Regions from separate parts of the Anas platyrhynchos genome. Here region 1 is linked to region 2. A link is a contact called in public Hi-C data. All regions are on one chromosome and are shown on one strand. Each heading gives the region's core, a stretch centred on a gene start, on an enhancer-like site or on the middle of the called end of the contact. The rest is flanking DNA. Distances are from core to core; before and after follow the strand shown. Region 1 has its middle 15 kb from the start of AKAP6. Region 2 holds the start of ARHGAP5 (Rho GTPase activating protein 5).

Region 1 (6,165 bases), core at 1,473-3,972, 79 kb before region 2:
ATACATTTCTCCTGACTGACTGCCAAGATAGCTAACATGACTGAAAGATTTAATACAGAAACTTGGAACACAGAAAATCTGCCTACTCTGTTCTCTAAAGACGAAAACTGAGTGACATAGTCATCTAATCTGTGGGTTTTTTTCTGCTTTAGTGCTTAGGCCTATATTGAGTTGAAAATATCATAAGACACAGCATGCAATTTTATTTTTATTTTCCAATATGATTATGTTCACAACTTGTATTTAACTACATGTTAAAACACAGGCAAAAGCTTGAGACTGTGTTCTTTGCTGCATCTGGCAGTGAAATGTAAGAAGAAAGCCAAGTGAACTGAAAGAAAAACTGCCAAACTGAAAATGCTTTCCCCATAAACATTCCACAAAGTGTTGGTCACTTGCTACAGTTCTTGGAGGAAATCCCAGTAGATTTCTGTCACCCAGAGCTGTGAGAAGTCAGGGCACAGTGGAACTGGGAAAGGCATCTTTATGGGGATTGGAATTACACAGCTAATCGAAAATGAGATACAGATACTCTTACCATCTATATCTGTGCTGTATCTTTTGTTCTTATCAGGCAAAAAGAGACAACAAATGAAAGAAAGATAAACTAATGCACACGTTCTTTCTCTGAAGACCTACAGTGGGAAAGAAAGCCAAGCTAGCAAAGAAATCTTTCCTGTTTTTTTTTTTTTTTTCTAAAGAGCATAATGCTGTCATTTAAAATTGTGGATTGTGTGTTTAAACTTAAAATAATTCAGAAACTCTAATAATTGATAATATAAATATGCAATAATATAAATTCAATTAAAAAGAAATGTTCCACACTGTAATCCATAGATGCATTCATACTGAAGAATATAAATGTTTTGTAGAATTTGACTGAAATAAAAGATATCTGACTTTATCTGAGGACTTCAACGCACACTGTCTGCATGATCTTATACTTCAGAAAGTCATATATATTCTCATGTATACAAAGAATCTTACTCGTGTCTATAGCCTCTTCTTTTAATATGCTTTTAAATGGGTTAAATCAGTCACAGATCTATGAATCTGCAGCATCAGCCATTCATTCCATATAACTCATCTCATTAGGTATATAACAGGTTAATGACACTTTTTGCCTTACATCCCCATTTCCCCACTCTTTATTTTGTTTAGAACAGCATATGACTGTTTTACATGTCCTAATGCATACCTAGCACAAAATGAACCCAAATTTGTTTAGCATGTGTTATTCTAATAGTAACACACACAACAAATATTCATAGTTTTCAGGAAAAGTTTCTGTTTGAATAATCTGTCTTCATAAAACACTCTAAATCAGAGGGGCTTTTTCTTTCCATTCCTTGTTCAAAGTGTTTGCATAATCAGCAAACATACAAAATGGAAGTGGGAGTGGACAAAATGGACCTTTTCCACTTCCTTGAAGCTCCAACATGTAGAAGAGGAAAAGCTGGATTCTCTTCTGTACACAGCAGAGAAGGAAGAAGGAATATGCAAGAGACACTCCTCACCTGACTCTCATATGCCAGCATTCTTTAAGCAGGATTTCATCTACTGGCTTGGTGAAGATCTGTAATACACAGAGCTATGTACAGTATATAGCAAAGAATTTAAAGGTTTTGCATATGAGCAATAGGGAGCTTAAACATATTTCTGTAATGTCAGGAATTAAATAAATTATGCTTTCAGATGAAATTCATGTTAACCTGGTCACCCTTGGCAGAAATTTCCCTGTTTGGCAAATGTATAATTTCAGCACCTACATTCAGGCTGGATGCTAGGGGCTCAGCCAGGAACAGAGAACAGAAACAAATACCATTCAGTACTCACCACCGTTCATCATGGCCAATGAATAGAGAGGCTGGTGCATCTCTTAACTGCATGTACTATGATTGACTTAGAGATCAGACAAGGCAACCTTTTTAAAATAAACTATAGAATCACAGACTGGTTTGGGTTGGAAGGAACCTTAAAGACAATCTAATTGAAATCCCCCCTGCCCTGGGCAGGGACACCTCCCACCAGACCATTTTGCTCAAAGCCCCATCCAGCCTGGCCTTGAACATTGTCAGGGATGGGGCATCCACAGCTTCTCTAGGCAGCCTGTTCTAGTGCCTCACGACCCTCTGAGTAAAGAATTTGTTTCTTGTATCTAATCTAGATCTACCCTCTTTTAGTTTAAACTCATTCACCCCTGTGCTACCACTACAGCCCGTAACAAAGAGTCCCTCCTCAGCTTTCCTGTAGGCCCCCTTTAGGTAGTGGAAGGTGTGGAAGTCTCCCCAGAGTCTTCTCTTTAGGCTGAACGACCCCAAGTCCCTCAGCCTAAGTATGAAGTTAGAGGTCCAAGAGAGGACAATTGCATCAAAACATATTGCTCAAAATGGGTGAGTCATGGAGACAGAGAGCGCAGGAGGATTGGTGTAATGAAGGGAGGGATAGGGTGTGAAAGACAAACAAACAAACAAACAAACAAACTAGGCAATACATGTGGTAATAGTTTAGTACAGGTGCAAGTGTTTTAGCTGTTAGTGATGTGGGCTGATGTCAGCATTTAAAAAAAAAAAAAAAAAAAGCGTTTGGAGAGCAACAATTTTCACTCTGCTACAGGCAGTTCCTAGATGCATTTATGAAAGACATGAATTTTAATAACTGTCTTCTTTTCAGTTTCATCTCAACAGTTTAGTGATCCTTCTCCACAAGGTGGCAGAAAGACCACACAGTTGACCAATAATGGCTCTAACCAACCTCTGTCTTGTCACAGAATTACCACATTAAAAGTCCTACCACCCAAGCAAAATAAATCCTGAAACAATTAATTCTGTGCTAATTGGAACAGTGCAATTTATCCATATGATATAACAAAGGTTTAAGGAAGAAGATCACAAACAGGAGATTAAACTGCTTAGTCATCATGACCTACTCAAGCATTGTTATGCAAATGAAGGCTTTGCACATATGCTGTCCAGTAATTCCTCAGCTATCTGAACGGAAATGGATATGAAAGCAATTTGGATAAGGAAGAGGATCATATTTTAATATAAACAAAACCAGCCTGGAGGGCAATAACCTCACGTTGGATGAGTTATCAGATACTAACACTTCAGAAAAAGAAGCTCAATATAAAGTGGCTTTTATAAACTGTTTCAGCATGGGTAATGAGAGCACAGGGCATGTGAGGGAAGGCCCTCAGCCCCAGGCTGCAAAGAGCCATTCTCTGACCATGCAGAAGGGCAGCACCCGTGGGTCTGTCAGAGAAGAGCAAAGTGCTGGTCATCAGCTCTTGGGGAGCAGGACATGGATTCAGGTTTAAACATGAGGTTTGGGATCAAGGTTCTGTGCAGCCTGGAGCAATTTGTGAGCTCGCCTCCATGCCCAGAAGGCAGAGGTGTCCTCCTGCACCACAGAGGGACGAGGCCTGGGGCTAAGCCCAAAGCCCTGCTGCCTGGCTCACTCACCACAGGCTCCTTCCTTACACACAGGTTTTAAGTCACTTCTATGAAGTAGAGGTTACATTTGTGTTCCTCTCCTACATTTGCCTAAACTGGCTATAACTGACTGTAGCAGATTAAGAAGGGAAGCAACTCTTGCCCAAGACCATGTTTTTGATAGCCCTCCCCATCTTATCTCTCTCAGTGTCAATCTGTCTCCCTCCCCCCCACCACTTTTTTTTTTTTACAGCAGACAAAGGAGACGTTTTGCATTTACATAAGAATCCCTCTCTGCTTTTGTACTGATCCTCCCAGGTTCATCTGCACCTTCAATCAATAAACGGCAATTTCCCCTTTGAGGATCTGCAGTAGGAGTAATCCTCACACCGTGCAGAAAGGCCTCCAGCCCTGCTACACTGTATGAGTAGCTGGCCTTTTAAGAGGCTTAAAAAAACAACTTATGAAATATCTTTTAGTGGAACCGATTGTTGTGGTTATTTCAGAAAAAAAGTTAGAACTAAAAGATAACTGGAAGTCAGGGCAAAAGCCAGTTAAAACAGAAGTGTTAAAGCTGTGATGCCAAGTACACAGCGCAGTAATGGCAGTAAACACAGTCATGTGCTGAGGAGGCCTAATATGACCTTGTCTCAATGACAAATATCCTCTTCAACTTGTGAAAATGTCCATGTTTTTGTTGAAAAAGGATTCCCAAGTCTGTGAAGCCAGAAAATCAAATTACGAAGGCATTTAAAAATCAGCTTAAAGCGATTAAAATTTTTGTGAAGTGTAAAAAATGGGATTTTTAAATCACTTTTGCTTGTCAGGAAGAAAGTACATCATCTGACTGAATGTGTTGCCCACATGCACACAGAACAGCTACAAGAAGCTGGGCTGTGCTATTTGACAGCTTCAGTGTCCACCATAGTGAGAGCAGCCTCACCAGCATCGTCCCTGCCTCCTGTTCTGGCCCTATAGATTGGGTAAATATATTTGCAAGAAGCTGGCCTTTTTTTGTGCAAGCCCATCAAGCTTTCAGAGGCATCCCAATTTCATCTCCATCCTGTTTATGCAGTGTCAGCAAGCTGACCTGTGAAGTGGGATTGCTGTGCCTTTCTCCCACTTCTGCAGTCAGGCAAGCCAAATCTAAGCTAAAAAATAATTCAACTGAAACACATTAGTACATTTGGGGTATCACAAACAAACTTTTAAATGTATCCTTTACTGGATTTTGGTTTTTCAGTTTAAAGCAGACAGTGTTTCCAAGGTAATTTATTGGAGTTTAAGAATAGCTTCTGTTTATAGCAATGGGACTATGCTTCTACAGAGATATTGCCCTACATCTGAGAAAAGCCAGGGCAATTAACAGCACTCTTGTCACAGAAAAAGAAAATGCATTTTAAGTGCTTCCATTTCATGTATGAAAAAGATGAATCTTATTCATGACCTAAGCTAGGGAAAAAAAAAAAAAAAAAAAAAAAAGTGATTCTGCTGCTGAAATTCAGGAAAAGGATTTGTCACCCCGATGGTTCACAGGTTCTTCATATGGCCTCAGGTGAGTCATGTCTCTGTGCCTTAGCTCCAACCTGGGAAACAGCAGTGGCAGTGTATCAAATCTGTTTCATCTGTGCCTTTCGCATCTACCTAAATTGTCTTCTCTTTAGGACAGGAACAAATTCTGAGGCCTTGTTTTTTTCTTAATGGAAAATGGCTAATAAGGCATACATTAATAAAATGCTTGCCCATGCTCACACTAAACTATTTGCTACACCACAAAGGAGAGAGGAAATAAAAGCAAGTAGGCCTCACACAGGCAGTTTAATGGGGGGAATTTCTGTCATTCTACGTTTTCTCTGATCCTCAAGAAATTTTGTACAAGAACTAAGAGGGAGGCATTTCAGAGTAGGCCCAATGTCCCCTGTCCATGAAGAGACCATCTCTAGAACTTGCTGGGTCTACTCAGAAGTATACCCAAGCAGGATGAGTATTGATTCCCCTTGTCTATCTTGCAAATTCTCCCTTTGATAAGCAACCCCATGCAGTACCAGATGGATGCTTGTTCCAGCTGACAGCTTTTAGGCTTTCACACTGCCAGAACACGGGGCATGCAGGAATGAAGGAAAGGAAACAATATATTTGCTTAAGTCTTTTCGAAGAGATCTTGCATAGTCTTCTAAAGCTGCCTGGTTTTGGTGCTGAATACTTGAGTTCCTCAGTAAGAACAGCTTGTTCCCTCCCCCAGATGAATGAGCTGGAGGGAACCCTGCAAATAGTTCCCAGCTTCCGACAAGGTTTTCACTATACGAGGGATAATCTACTTTGCAAAGCTTTGTAATAGTTAATGGGCATCAGGGTGGTGCAGAGAAAATTATGACTAAATGGGCTTCAGTAAAATGAAGGTAAGTTGCTGGAGCAGCACACAAAAGGAAGGCACTTTGCTGCCAAGCTAAAATGCCTCAGATCTGACACAGCCATTACTGATTACGTACACACCCCCATAACTACCTTGTCCACTCTTTGCAGAAGTGAGCATAGCTTTATGCACTCCATATCTCCTACTTAGCAGCTATCACTTAATGTCATACCCAGATAAATTGTACACAATCCTAAAAGCAATGCAGTCAGGAACCTCATTTGCAGATATTTTTTCTGTGGCATCTTCACAGATGATTTATCCCAAATTAACCTGTTTAACTAAGTGTAACAGGGACAGCATGGCTACATCTTTCTT
Region 2 (6,633 bases), core at 2,727-5,226:
GGAAGAAATCTTACAAAGGGAATCCAAGACAGAACTGATAGAAAAAGAAAGAAAATGAGACATATGAGGAAGGACGGAAAAAGATAAGCAGAGAAATGGGGCTAAAATCCATCTGTTGCAAAGAGGAGTTAAAATCTTGGCAGAGGTCAGCTTGATAAAATTTCACTGATCCACATATCTGGATCATTTTGTGTTATTTTGCTTAATGGGGAACCGCTGTACAGAATCTAGGTACCGACACCCTTAGTTTGGAAACTTCATTCAAACAGGAACTTGGTGTTTGACCTTGTACAAGTCAGATGCCTAAGTCCTACCTATGCAATATGAGGACTCTTCTGTTTTAAGTTGTTCATGAAATGAGCAAATAAAAAGCCATGTGCAAGTAGAAAATAATATTTTGCCTAATAATTAGCTAACTTACATGAGCTAATACTACAATGTAAAAACCGTACACATTTCTAAAGCTGTGCATGTAGGCATTATTTTCACTTTTTTAAAAATGCAAACATTCCTCTGCAGTGCTAGTGTGTCAGCTGACAGAGCATTGCAAGAACGTGTGGGAACCGTAACTGAAAACCAAAGAAACAACTCTAATTTGCCATAAAATGCAATGTGCAGAAATAGCCACCAACTGATTAATTCAGTTTCTGGTAGGTGTTAATGATTTTAAAAAGCACAGTTAATACCTGAATTCAAAATAACTTCACTGCAATTCCTTCAGTTTTTCCTTCCAGAAATGTTGAGCTCAATTTTCTTTAAATATCCCACTAAAATCCAGATTTAAGGAAGTGATGACAAGGTTCAAACAATAATCAGTAAAATTAATACCCTTACTATTTTTTTTTTAAATCCAATGGAAAAATAACAATATTCCACCTCAGTTACACTGACTTCTAGCCTAGGAATTCTCAGAGAAAAAAAACAAAAGTACTGTGCCTCCTTTAAGTTATTATTAACACAGAAACAAGGAAAAAGTCTTGGCAGTGCTCACACGCAATTCTCAGTGTTGTTGGAACTACCTGAAACTAAACTTTTTCTTTTTTCTTCTAAGCGTGGCTAAACGCTTTCAAAACAACGGGAATCTTAGGTCAAATAATGCGTTGCTGACTTTAACCGTGCATTTAAAATGGCCAGCCAAATGAAGTGAGCCTGCCCGGGCTTGGTGCGCCTATCCCAGGATAGCCATGCCTACAAAGCCCCCTAGCGGCCGTGCGGCTCCGGCAAGCCCCAGGAGTTCTCGCCAGCACGGGAAACTCTTCCCGACCAACGCAGGCTCCCCTGAGCAGCAGCAGCCTTTCATTACCACGCAGTAAGCACACACAGCTCAGGTTTTACTCTCGTAGGTACGTCATTTATGGATGTAATGCTTTCAGTCTGCGAGCCAACGTGACTCTGCCAGCAGTACCTAATACCGAACATTTGGCTTCGCAAACTTCCATTCTTTCAGTAAAGGTCAGACAGTATCATCCCTGAAGCATGCCTGACATGCGTAATTTTAAGGACACGCCACATGTTAGCCTACCAAAAACAATGATGTGGAGTGTTTTAAAGTTTTATGCAAATTATTCTCGAAGGATGCCAGCACATGGGATTTATCTTCTGTCTTTAAGGTTCTGTCAATCTCCCTCTATAAAGATATTAAATCTTTATCAAACAAAAGTAGAATTAGTTTTGCACCATCTACTCAAATAACATTTCCCAAACTTATACAGAACAATCTGTTATTATGATCTGCACATTTCTTTCCTACAAAGTTTGAACAAGGAAAAGCACCTATAGCTTCAGGAAAACACATTTTATCTTGAACCTCAAAAATGTGCAGCATTTGATTGCTAGTGCTAAATATAGGATTTTAAAAACAATTCCGTCTGAGCATGAGGTATTTAATTGGATTATGTTACACATGCAATGCCTTACCTAAAATAAAGTCCAATATCGGTAAGCAGCAGGCATTTGGTTGCAATTATTTTTATTTTGAGGGGTGGGGGGAGTGCGACGACACAACACTGGCAGCCACTTCCTATGGGGATACTTTAAAAAAAAAAAAAGCATACTATTTAAGTTCAGTATTTTCCAAGTTTTAAAATAACTTGTTACAAAATACACCAAGCTAGTGATAATGTAACAAATGCTTGAACAATTTCTGCTACTGTAAGTGCCATAGACCCTTTAAAAAAAACAAAACTACTATCTTACTATATTGACATCATGCTTTCAGAGCTCTAGTAACACTGAGTTCCAGTAGAATACTATAAAAAAATTGTAGCACTTCTTGAAAATAATTTTCAAAGAAGGAACAAAAGAAGGTAAACCCTCATAAAAACACACCTGGATGACTATTTGCAACACCCTAGTTTTACATACATACTGCAAGTTTGAAATACGTGTTTTTTTTTTCCTGAGAAAACATGTAACTCTGGTCACTGATGTCACTGCTGAAAACAGCTATCATACTGAAGAACCTCAGGAAGGTAAGACAGCACAGAAAAATGCAGCCTACTAATTCCTCATTCACTTATGAACTAAGTGTACAAGTATCTATGCTGTAACTGGCTCCAATGCACAGGTTTAAAATGGACGTTCAATTGACCAGCAAATGCAGTTATCTCTTTACTGCCTTTACTCTGCAGTGTAGAGTTTTTAAATTTCTGTCAAAGATCTTGATTAAGAAAAAAAGAAATCCTCCACTTATCCGCATGACACTGAACTAAAGAATACACATATACCCCCACAGGCCTATTTTGGTCTAGATTTAAAACGTTCCCCTCCTACTTATTAAGGAAATATTCCACGCTGCTATCAAAAGCGATACAGGAGAGGGCAAAAGGGGGCTACAGAGCCAGGGTGGGGTGGATTCTGGGGTGGGAAGGTGACGAGTATGTCCTCCTTCTCTGAACAAACAGTCTATTTTCAAGGAAAATAGTGCTTTATACTCCTTACGTCCTATATTTTCAACACTATGGCGTTCTATCTGTGGTGCTTTCCTTGGGTGGAGAGAGTCTAAAGGTTATGCTGGTTGAAGCGATTCAAAACGCGTGAGAGCTGCAACACTGCAACTGGCTACCCTATTTCAAAGGCTTACAATCCACCTGGTGGAAAAACAGAAACGCACACACATCATTAGCCGAGCGAAGTTTTCTTAAATTTAGCGTCGAGCGATATCTGAAGGTGAAAGGAAGGAGGAGGAGAACTGACAACTGTTCAGATTCACTGGAGAAGCAGGAGCAGCGAGTAGAAGGGGGCGGCGAGGAGGGAAAGAAGTACGGAGAAAGGAGAAAAGGGGGGGGGGAGGAGGAGACGGGCAGCGGGAATGGGAGAGGGGAGGAAGCCGGAGGAGTAGGGGAAGGAGGGAATGAGGAAGGAAGAGGAGAGGAGCGGGGAGCTCCCTTCCTGCCTCCCTCCCTCCCTCCCCGGGGAGCCGCGGCCAGCTGGCAGCCGCGCACGGCAGGCTCGGACCCTCCCACGGCCCAGGCCTCCAGCACCTGGCCGGGGCCGGCCGCCCCGCTCCCTGCCCTGCCCTGCCCTGCGCGCTCCCCGCTCGGCCGGGCCTCGGCCGCAGCCCGCAGCCCGCAGCCCCTCCGCGCCGGGCCGGGCCGGGCCGTGCCGCCCCCTTCCCCCGCTGCCGGCTTGGGGCCGCCGGCCCCTGCCCTCACCTCTGGCCGCCGGGATCCGGCTCCTCCGCGGCGGCGGCGGCGGCGGCAGCATGCCCGGGACGCTCTCTCCACGCCGGCGGCTCCCCCAGCCCCGGCCCCGGCCCCGGCCCCGTCCCCGCGGGGCTGAGCTCGGCTCCGCTCCCCGGCCCGCCGCCGCAGCCCGCAGCCCCCGTCCCGCCTCCCCGCTGCTCCCTTCCCCGGCGCCCTACGGCTCAGTAATGGCGGCCGCCGAAGCCTCCCCGGCTGCCGGCTGCCTGACGGCGCCTCTCGCTCCCCCTAACTTTACCTCAGCAGCTTCCCTTCCCTTCCCTTCCCTCCCCTCCCCCCTCCCCTCTCCTCTCCCCTCCCGCCCGCCGCCGCCGCGGCTTCAGCGCGCGCGCTCCCGCCCGCCCGCCCGGCCAGCTGCGCGTGCGCGGGGCAGCGCCTCTTCCTGCTGCCGCTGGAGGCACCGGGAAGCCGGCCGCGCGCCCGACGCTCCCCCCCCTTACGCCTCCCCTTCCCTCCCCGTGCGGGCACGCGCGCCGGGCGGCCCCGCTCCTGGTGCCGGCGGCCGCATGGGTGGCGTGGGGAGGGAACGGGGCTCCGGGGGTCGCGGGTTCTAGTCCCGCCGCCGCCCGCGCTGCTAGGCCGAGGCGCCGCGGAGGCGCGTACGGGCTTGTGGCCGCCCCGAAGCGTGCCCGCAGCAAGCCCCAGCGATGGGGGCAGAGCGACGGAGTTTGAAATATCCCCGAAGGGGCCGGGGCCGGCCCCAGTCCTCCGCTGCCCGGTGGGGAGGAGACGAGCACGCCAAAGGGCCCCGCTGCCAGCCTTGCGTCCCCCTTGCCAGGCTGCTTGGCGTTTTTCACTGTGATTTCCAGGCTTAGCAAATAAAACACAACATACCACTTCTGTCTTTTTTTGGCCTTAATAAAGGTCTGGCACCATGAGCAGGCTCTGAGGCCTGCAGAGGTAGATGGCTCGCAAGACGGCCATAGCCTGGCGCTTCACAGATGGCACTGGCCACCTGGAAACTTCTGGAGTCCAACTTGCCATATTTCACCTTAATCTCCACATGCCGCCACTTTGCTGATGGCTAACGGAAGGTCACATCCGTCTCCCACCTCACAGGGCTTTCCTAGGTCGTAATCAATGCTTGTGGAGCATTCACACAACGACGGCAGTGTGAAGTAGCCAGCGCGGGTTTGTGGTGCCACCAGAGCTGGCTCTCTGCACAGAGTGGTAGAGACATGGGGCACAAGGGATGTACACCTCCTTTTCATGAATACATACAAAAGATCAAATGAACATGCTACTTACCCATGCCACATTCAAAGTTTTGAACATGTTACTTGTAACAATAATATTTGATCACTGCGTGATTTGTTCTGTGCATTTTTGTATGGTGCACACATTTCACAGTTTTACACATGAAAATTAAGAAGTTAAATGAACAGGTTAAAAAATCAGGCCCTACCTTAAGACACGTTGCCTGTAAACTTGTTTTTCTGAGAAAATTCTAACTAGCAAAACCCTGTGGTGTTAAATTTGAACAAACAGCCTTACATAGACACTGCCTTATAGGAGAGTATTTCTAGAGATATTTTCTTGGTTATGTCCTCACTAACGAGATAGAAAATTCTTTGACACTGTAATTGGAATGTCTGCGAAAGAGTTTCTGTAGTCACATCTTCTTTAAAAACAAAAGGCAAGCTAAACAAGCCTAAAATCATAAGTTAATTCCAATTTGAATTGCCTTGTTTTGAGAGTTTCTTGTATTTATTTTTATTCAAATTACATCTTATACATACAAGTCAGGGCATTAAAATCCCATCTCAGATTACCAGAAATAAAGCTTTATATTGATATTCATATCTAGTTTAAAAAATCTTTTGGATTTCTTATTTCAATGAAATAGAAGTTTTAGGGAATGAGATTTATAATTCTGAAACTCTGCATTAATTTTCTTAAGCAGTTAATATGAAAAATGTTCTTAAAGTTCTGTCATGTAGAAGACTTCATGCAGGGATTGATTCTATTGCTTATTTCAAACCTGATTTGACAACTGAAGTGAGCTAAAACTAAAAACCTCAGACAAAGCAAGTAGGCTTACATAGGTATATATATATATATATACATGTATGTATATATATGTGTGTATATATATGTGTGTATATATATGTGTGTGTATATATATATATATATATATAAGTGTAATGAAGCTGGACATGAGCTTGGGAATAGAAGGAAGCCTTTCCCGGTAAGCTCAAACCTGAAGCACAGAAGGATGGTGCAGATTGCTTCAGTTAGAAGGGGAAGGAAATACCCTTTGTTACAGGGAAGGCAGAGGTACTCTTCACAACAGAGGTACTCTCTTCACAGACACAGGGTGAAAGGCAGAAGGCACAAGTTGCTTCTTATTATGTTAGTCCCCAGCAGACACAGCAGCAGCTTCAAAAGCGGTCCTTGGTGAACGAAAGGAACAGGTTTCCAGGCAGAATTAGATTGGCTGATTCTTCTGCCTCCGACCCTAAATATTGCCTAAAAATTCAATATAATAGATGTAAAGCCAGAAAGAGATTTTCATATAGATTTGCTCACTTCAGATCACCGCAATAAGAGGAAACTGATGTGCAGTAACTCCATTTGCTAGTTGCCTTCCAGGAACCATGCAAAGTTCTGGCAGGCTACATCAGGCAGCTTGCTATGATTTTGCAGAGCTTATTAAACCCTTTGATTTTGGATAAAGCTACTAAAAGTCAAGAATTATGGCCAGTGAACCAGCAAGCAGGGTTATAAGCAGATTTATGACACACTATTTTTCTTAGATTCTATGAAATTTATAAGCATTACAGTTTAATGTTAACTGTTGGGCGGTGATACACACACAGCCCATTTCAGAGCCATATTAAGGAGACATGCAAGGTTTATAAAATTTCACAGGGACACTGGTGAGGGAATTGAAAATCCATAAGAAAATAGAATACATACAGGTAGTGTTATG

What was found. Hi-C and Micro-C count contacts between places; a contact is called where the count stands out from the background.
Region 1: a Hi-C map of subcutaneous adipose tissue shows a contact between it and region 2, with 2.2 times the contacts expected there. The contact joins the enhancer-like site here to the promoter of ARHGAP5 in region 2. A contact is called at or near these places in 2 of 8 Hi-C or Micro-C datasets (skeletal muscle and subcutaneous adipose tissue).

Annotation. Positions count from the first base shown.
Region 1 is chr5:44,686,303-44,692,467 of IASCAAS_PekinDuck_T2T, reverse strand. No RefSeq gene overlaps it. Among named protein-coding and RNA genes, the nearest start is that of AKAP6, 15 kb to the left of the region's middle. Within about 2 kb of position 2,722, at least 1 of the 8 cell types and tissues checked has an H3K27ac peak or open chromatin away from gene starts, as enhancers often do. A contact at or near this core is called in subcutaneous adipose tissue, where this site is marked.
Region 2 is chr5:44,608,506-44,615,138 of IASCAAS_PekinDuck_T2T, reverse strand. ARHGAP5 (Rho GTPase activating protein 5) reads right to left here and starts at 3,976. Exons shown (of 9, transcript XM_027457706.3): 1 at 3,654-3,976; 2 at 1,918-2,031.